2 separate regions of the Mus musculus genome follow, and region 1 is linked to region 2. A link is a contact called in public promoter capture Hi-C data. All regions are on one chromosome and are shown on one strand. Each heading gives the region's core, a stretch centred on a gene start, on an enhancer-like site or on the middle of the called end of the contact. The rest is flanking DNA. Distances are from core to core; before and after follow the strand shown. Region 1 has its middle 39 kb from the start of Rubcnl. Region 2 overlaps Lrch1 (leucine-rich repeats and calponin homology (CH) domain containing 1).

What was found. Capture Hi-C pulls out chosen DNA fragments and counts their contacts.
Region 1: a promoter capture Hi-C map of liver shows a contact between it and region 2. The contact joins two enhancer-like sites.

What each region holds. Positions count from the first base shown.
Region 1 is chr14:75,052,689-75,056,569 of GRCm38.p6, forward strand. No RefSeq gene overlaps it. Among named protein-coding and RNA genes, the nearest start is that of Rubcnl, 39 kb to the left of the region's middle. Within about 2 kb of position 2,118, at least 34 of the 459 cell types and tissues checked have an H3K27ac peak or open chromatin away from gene starts, as enhancers often do. A contact at or near this core is called in liver, where this site is marked.
Region 2 is chr14:74,793,689-74,797,688 of GRCm38.p6, forward strand. It overlaps Lrch1 (leucine-rich repeats and calponin homology (CH) domain containing 1), which reads right to left. Exons shown (of 19, transcript NM_001252132.1): 14 at 2,350-2,403; 15 at 1,609-1,681. Among named protein-coding and RNA genes, the nearest start is that of Gm52135, 23 kb to the right of the region's middle. Within about 2 kb of position 1,658, at least 9 of the 459 cell types and tissues checked have an H3K27ac peak or open chromatin away from gene starts, as enhancers often do. A contact at or near this core is called in liver, where this site is marked.

The DNA of each region.
Region 1 (3,881 bases), core at 868-3,367, 260 kb after region 2:
TTTGGTGAGTGCATGCTCGACAGGTTTGCCATCCCCCACCCCCCAGGCCCTACTATTCCTGTTAGTCCCTACTAAAACCAAGGGAGCCAGAGGAGACAACTCCATTCTATTCCTTCATGATCTAGCTTTGTGGATATATATCCAGAACATAGAGACTCGGAAAGCTGAGCGTGGTGGTGTCCACCTGTAGTCCCTGCATTTAGGAAGCAGGGGCAGAGATTAAGACTTTCTATATGAACATAGAACGTCACATGCAACCTGTACTTTTTTTCCAAATCTTAAAAAGACTGGAATTTTAAAAAAAGATTTATTTATTACTATATCTAAGTACACTGTAGCTGTCTTCAGACACACCAGAAGAGGGTGTCAGATCTCATTACAGATGGTTGTGAGCCACCATGCAGTTGCTGGGAATTGAACTCAGGACCTTCAGAAGAGCAGTCAGTGCTCTTAACTGCTGAGCCATCTCTCCAGCCCCAAGAATGGAATTTTTAAAACAAGTAAATTTGGATAAAATATTTTTTCTTTTGTTTGGTTTTTGTCTTGTGGGACAGGGTCTTCTTTTGAAGCCCTGCCTGACTGTGAACTTGTCTCCCGTCTCTATGTCCTGAGTGTTAGGACTAGAGGTGTATGTCACTATTCCTAGCAAGAAAGTGCTCTTAATAGTATGCTCTCAGTTACCACTTTAACATTGAGGCATCCCTTAAGATGCATAGGGGTGCCTTTTCTCACAACGGTGATAAAATGCCCATCAGAGCCGATGTGAGGGAGGAAAACCTGACTGGAATCTAACGGTTTCAGCTCTGCTGGAACATGGAAGGAATGGCAGAGTTCAAGGAGGAGAGCATGGTGCAGACTCCTGCATACAAAACAGGTAGGAAGCAGAGAGCTAGCTGGGAGTGAAGGCTGGGATAGACCCCCAGAGGCCTGCCCCAATGGTAAGCTGACCCCAGGTAGAGAGCAAGTGTTGAAACACACGAATCTGGGTTAACATGGCGGCACTCTGCACATAAACCAAGTTCAGTGGATTATAAAACTGGTGAAATTTTCTTTCTAATGATTCTTATACATACATCTTCCTAGAACATGGGTAAGCCCGTGTTTCCCCCTTCTCTCCTGCATAGCTGCTCCTACTTGAGGAGAATTAGGGTCAAATCCCTTCCTGGAATATCTTCAGGCTGACCAGTTCTCAATAATACTTGGGTATCATGTTGCCTGGCGCTGATGCTTAGATTGAGCTTCTCAAACAGCAAAGGCAGTCAACAGTGTGCTACAGATATCCCCAGCCCCACCCGCCAGGGTCTCCTACTGTCTGTGTTGGGGCAGGAGAGGAGGAGGAGGAGGAGGAGGAGGAGGAGGAGGAGGAGGAGGAGGAGGAGGAGGAGGAGGAGGAGGTTGACTTTCAGTGAGAGAATACTAAGCAGACTGAAACATCAGCGTCTCCTCTGTCTGGATATTCTGTCAACTATTTCTGTTACACGCTTCCAGGGGGAGGGTGGCATGACTGTCAAGCCTGGTGTGGCCTGAGTGGGGACCAAGTGACATGAGGAAATGTGCACACAGCAGACACACAGAGAAAAAGACTCTGAAAGCAGAAAACCTAATCTCTTCTCAAAGCCTGGGGCTTTCCTAAAGCGTCTCATGAGTTGTTCTCCTGTCCTTAGGGTTAGTCAGTTTGAAAACAGATAGGATGGGTGATCAGGCCTTGAACTTGCCAAGACAGTCCATCAGCAGGGAGCCTGCTCTGCTAGTGGGAGACAGAAGCTCCCAGGCATTTGTCTCAAGTCAAGATGGTAAGGAAGAAGGGGGCCATCTTGGGAATTCGCCAGATTTCTTAGCTCTATCCGTGTCCTCTCCCTATCGGTTTACCTACCAGAGAGTCTACCTAACTTCATCCCTCTCCGTAGAATAAGTCCCTCCCTGAAGCAGAGATCCCATGACTTAAATGCCTCTCAGAGGTCCTCAGAGATTCACTTACGAAAAACCAGTTCCACAATTTTGAGCCACATTTGAAACAAGCTTTAGTTAAATATTAGCCAAGAAGATGGACTGACCACGTCCCCTGGGTTTCCAGGGAATGGTAATGAGTCACATTTTGTAGAAGACGAAACCCATAATTCACTCGTTTTCAATCGGGTCCAATCGGGGGCAAGCATATGTCCTGACATTCTTCCTGCCCTGCCTACGTGTGATCAAGCACATCTGGTGTAGTTAGTTCAAACAAACCATTTAGGGAGGGAAAACATGTGACTTATCTCCCAAGAACTGTCGCTCCCAGCGTTCCAGGAAATTATCTTGTCCTTGGGCAAGTGGGCTTACAGGCTAACACTGGCTCTTCCAGTCCTTCCTCAGCACTGTCCACAACAGCAGCTAAACTTCCACAGAAGTTCTGGAGAAGGCATTAAAAGCCAAGAAGGTTCCTGGACTGCCTCATAGTGAACTCTGGAGGGCAGTCTGTGAGACCACACCTCCCTTCCTGGCCTCCCATGGGTGGGGGAGGAGGACAGACCAGAAGTCTGCAGCAGATCACTGCCCATCAACAGTACTGAGCAGGCCACTCTATCAATGTGGGATAGGGATAGAGCCATGAGGTTTGTTTTGGGTGGCCCTGGGAAATAAGTCCGTTGAAAAGAAAACTCTTGTTTTCCAATCAAGTCTGAGGCATCACTGGGATATCCAACAAATGGAAGGAGAGGCAGAACACTTCCGGTGAAGGCAGATCTGAGGCAGAGGCTGGGGAGTGAACCAGATGTCAGAGAGGGACAGGAGAAGGGCTGAAGGCTAGGTTGGAGCTAGTACAATACTGCTGCCCAGTCCTGGGTGACAGTAAAGTACAGGCTCTGCTCCAGGGCCCTTAGGAGGAAGACAGGTGAGGGGTCTGCAGATTCACTAACACCGAGGTGCTGTCAAAATACAAAATGGCTTCCTCTTGCAGCAGGAGGGAGATCCCCAAAGGCTAATCAGACTCCATATTGAAGAAAAGGGAAGAGGGCAGCTTCTTGAGAGGACTGACAGCCCAGATGCATTGACGTGGGAAGCCAGGTGGCTTTGACAAAGGGAAAGGGGAGTGTGTGTGTGTGTGGGGGGGGGGATAGAAGGATTTAGTGGGGAACGGAGCTGCAAGGTAGAGCCCACAGTGCCCAGCCCAGTGACCGGAGGATGTTTGCAGTCCTCACAGCGCAATGCTAAGCAGGGTTCCAGGGGACACAGCTGGGCTTCTGTTTCAGGAAGACAGCAGGGATTGGGTGCTGGGTGCACTGAGGACAAAACAGAGGCTTAGTAGTTGACATAGGAAGACCTACATACACTAGGGCAGCTACAGAGAAGGGGAGGGGAGGGGACCTGGGAGAGGCAGGAAGAACCAGGTCCAGAGAGTGTAAAATAGAAGGGACTTCCCAAGGCTCAGCCAAAAAGGCAAAGCAAAGTTCAATAGTGTCTTCAAATGTGATGTTAGGGGCCCGGGAGATAGCCCAGTCACTAAACTCCTCGTGTACGCGTACAGTATAATCACTGGGGAGGCAGGAGCAAACTGCCTTGCTTATATGAATGTAAGAGTTCCATGTTCACATTTGGTGCATCGGGTCCCTAGGATTGCAGTTAAAGGATAGTTGTGAGCCACCCAAGTGGGTGCTGAGAACTAAACATGCAAGAACAGCAAGTGTTCTTAAGTGCTGAGCCATCTCTCCAAGCCCCCATAAATATAAACCTTTTTTTAAAAGCACAAACATCGGCTCGCAAACTGTATGTCTGAGATGGAATCGTTCCCCTCCTACTTTATGAAGATACCTTCACGGGCTCCTGAGAGAGCGGTTCTGCCTCCTGTTCTTCTCAGGAGTGTGACTTGTCCCTCCCGATGACACTTTGGCTCTCTCACAATCCCC
Region 2 (4,000 bases), core at 408-2,907:
TTAGAAACAAAATGACTATAGAGGAATTGTGTATTTTAATGCTTTTACAGAACTGAGACAGTAACTAAATACTCTCTTTTTCATCTCTCCACAGAACCTGAATGGTGTACACTGCAGGTTCAAGGCAATCTCTAACTTGGTAAGCTTGGTTTAGGCTCTATAGATGCATTAAAAGTCTGTGGATCCATTTTACAACTTAATTGTAAAAGTCTAACACTCAAAGGGCTATTAATCTTTGCAGACTCTCACTCACGTTTTGATTTCAGTTATGAGACATTTTGAAATGCTGCAGAACTGTCCAGTGGCTTGCGAGAGAACTGTCGCCAGCCACGAGGCAGGGGGGTATAATAGCAGTGACCTCCATTTCTCCCAGAACAGAGCTCGGATTATGGGCATAATTGAGGTGTACCCCAGATTTGTCTGTATACGCCCACTTCCTTACATTAGGGGGCCAGTCACTTGAGTTTTCTACGATCTCATCCTCACCCTTCCTATCTGTAACATTCTCTAGGGCTAGAGATACCGCTCAGTGGTAGTGCACGGCCCTGACACGTGTAAGGGCCTGGGTTTAATTCCTAGGACTGAAAAAAACAAGACAGGAAAGATCTAGAAACTCTGATCATACTAAAGCCATTTCCCAACTGTTTATTTTCTCTTATTCTATTCTAACGGCCAGGACACCTCCACACTTGGCCACGTGTGCCCATCAATCAATGTCTTCCAAGAACAAACCATCTCCCCTATAAAACGAATCATCTCTGTTTTTCCCCTAGCGATGTTTATTCAAGCCAGAAATGGGTAACGCTCATACTGTTGTCAAAATGCTTTGCCTCAAATCCAAGATCACCTGTGTTTTCTACCAGGTGTGCTTGTGTGTGTCCAGGGCCCTTGTAAGAACTATTTAAAAGCATTCGTGGTAAATATAGTAAGTCTGAGAGGAACAAAAAAGCACAAACAAACAAGGTCCCAAAAGAAGGCATTTAGCACCAAAACTGGAAATGTGGAAAGAAATGTATTTTTCTACCTGGGGCCCTTTTTTAAAAAATTAAAAGTAACTTTGCACTTTGCTAACATTAACTTTGTCAATATGGTAACACAAACTACAACCAAGTAGGTCAAAAAGTAAGGTGTTTTCCTTTCTAAGAAGTTTCCCCGACTCCTAACCACTCATACAAGCCTTAAAGTGCTCACCCTCTTGTGTGAGTCAATGCAGAGCCCTTACCATGCCTGGAAAGCAACTGGGGTCGTCTTGGGGAGGACTCTGCCTGCAGGCTGCCCTGTACCTCCTCAGGGCACCAGGAACCTTTGGGGTAAAGCGGAGCCGGTTTATTCCCACGGGTTAAAAGCTGGAAGGGAGTATTCCTTCCCTACTTACATTGCCCTTTGCCACTTTTCTTTGCTGTGATTCAGAAGAGGGCGAGCTGCCCAGTCCTGGAAGCACAGACCTCACAATAGCATAACGTTATCACCCGACCTCACCAAGCTGCTGCTATTCTGATGCCAGGACCCCAGCCGACTAGAACTGGCAAAGCTCATATTACTCACGAATAAGTTTGAAAGGCCAAAGAGAAATCATTTTAGTTACTTTAGTTACTGAGGTCAACGTACCTGAACGAGGCTTCAGGCCAAACGGAGCTGTGATGTTTGCAGTAGGAGACACTGAAGGGGAGTTCTCTCGTATCTGTGGGGTGAGAAAACAATTGGGAAATGAAGAAGCAGATGGACTTGTATGGTTAGTGATTGTTATAAAATGACTCTGCTTTTGCTATGGCTGCCTTGTGATGGATGACAGCTTGGCTTTTTAAAAAAGACATTTTGTAAATACTCTAAGAGGTGGTCAATAGAATGTTTTCCGGTATTCTTTTTGTTGTTGCATTGAAGTCTTTATTTGCTCACTACAAAATCATCTTGCAGTGACACAAAGCCGTGATCTGCCTCTCATTGGACACATCTGACTGCAGACGGGCAGGCACGCCAAAGAGCACGTCTAACGGAGCCTCTGTAACACGGAGACACACGGCTAACACTGAGCATGCAGCTCATCACGCAGAAACTGCGCATCGAACCATCTTGGGTAGCAACTGAGGAAATGTCATCTGAATGATCATCTGCCGTTTTCCATAAAGACATCCCACCCCTAGATCTCAAAGGCCATTTCTCACAGAATTAATCTTTAGTGATGTATAGAGCCAAGTGATTTTGTGACAGTGAGTGACAACTATCGAGAGACCCCAGAGACAGTCCCATTAACTCTTTAATCCCGGAGTCAGACTATCCAACTCTGGGACCAATGGTTCAGTTTGGTCTCCATGGAATACCTCAGCTGCCATTAACCCTCAGGAAGCTTACCTCATTGGGAGAATACTGGCTTCCATTACTCTGTAACATTAGATCATTTTGCACCTTAAGGGAGAGAGAAATGTATACGTTCCATTAGATTTGGAGAAAGAGGAGGCAAGGACTACATCTTTTTTTTATTGCTGCCATAGCCCTGGCCCAGAAGCACACACTAACTAGCAAATGTTGAATTAATTCATGGTTAAGTAGCTAAGAAGGTCATCCTTCTATTTTCTAAAACTACGCAGCTTGTATCCATTGAGAAAAATCTAAAGACTAGCACAGATTAACATGAGAGCCCCCAAACAGGGATCTTTCCCCAGTAGCTATGAGCGCATCTTACCTGGCCAAGTAACCAAACTGTCTCCTGGCTCCTTTCTCTATTTGAATTATGGGTTTTTAGAAATGGTCCAAACTAGTAGTTCCAAAATATACAGAAATTTTCAGTAGGTACACACGCTTGAACCCTGAGCAACCTTGAAAAACCTCATTCACGTGACCTGTTTATTATCAGTCTGCTTTGGCAGTCACTGGTTAAGAGAGCTGTTAAGGAACCAAGCATGACTTAACATATACACTCTAATAAATAAAAAATTTGCAAAAAAAAAAAAGAGCTGGGTGTGGTGGCGTCCGCCTTTAATCCCAGCACTTGGGAGGCAGAGGCAGGTGGATTTCTGAGTTCAAGGCCAGCCTGGTCTACAAAGTGAGTTCCAGAACAGCCAGGACTATACAGAGAAACCCTGTCTCAAAAAACAAACAAAAAATAAAACAAAATAAAAATAAAAAGTTTGGGGATAGCTAATAAACACCTGCATATATGCCACCATAAAAGTGTAAATCTAAGGTGCCCATTGTGTGGAGGAGTGCTATTTAAAATGAACCCAAGGGAAATGCATGTAGAATAAAATGTCATTCATGTCCCTACTCAATTAAAGGGCCTTCTTAGGAGAGCCAACTAGACTTCTACCAACTCTCCCCATTGTCCTCACAAACTCCTCTCCTCAGTACTATTTACAAGCAAGGGAGGTGCGTTCTCACCTTGTGGACACCTATGGTACATAACTTCATGTGGCCAGTCTTCTAAACTATGTTTAAGGCAGGTCACATGACATGCAGGCAGACCCTCTACAACCTCTGCCTCCCCTCTCAGTGGTGGTAACACACTGTGCTCAATCTTCCCGGGCTACCCGTGCTCCCTTGCAGGTCCACAAACTAAGCTGTCCTCATGCCTTGTTATACACTCTATCCTTTCCGGAAGAACACAGCAAACAACTCAGGATGGCAACCCACTAGAAATGTTACCAGTACCAACATCTTCTGTTCACTCAACCATTTTGCTACTTTATGGGTCTCACGATCCGTCCTCCACAACAAAAAAAAAGCCACACCCTGCACAAGTAGGCAACCAACTGTCGGTCTGGAGAAAGGGTGTGTCGATGTGTGACCAAATAACAAGTGAGACCAGGGACCTAGAGAAGCCACAACTTATTTCCTTTTCCTTCATCACATGACTTCCTTTTTGCATCAGGCTGGCTGTCCATCCCTTCCTTTTGAAAGCCTGTCATGGGTCCAAAGCTCCCTTGAGAGGGTAGACAAGAATGCCTTACGCAAGCATGGTTACTCACCAAAGCAAAGGGAGACAAGCTTACAGCACTGTAACCTG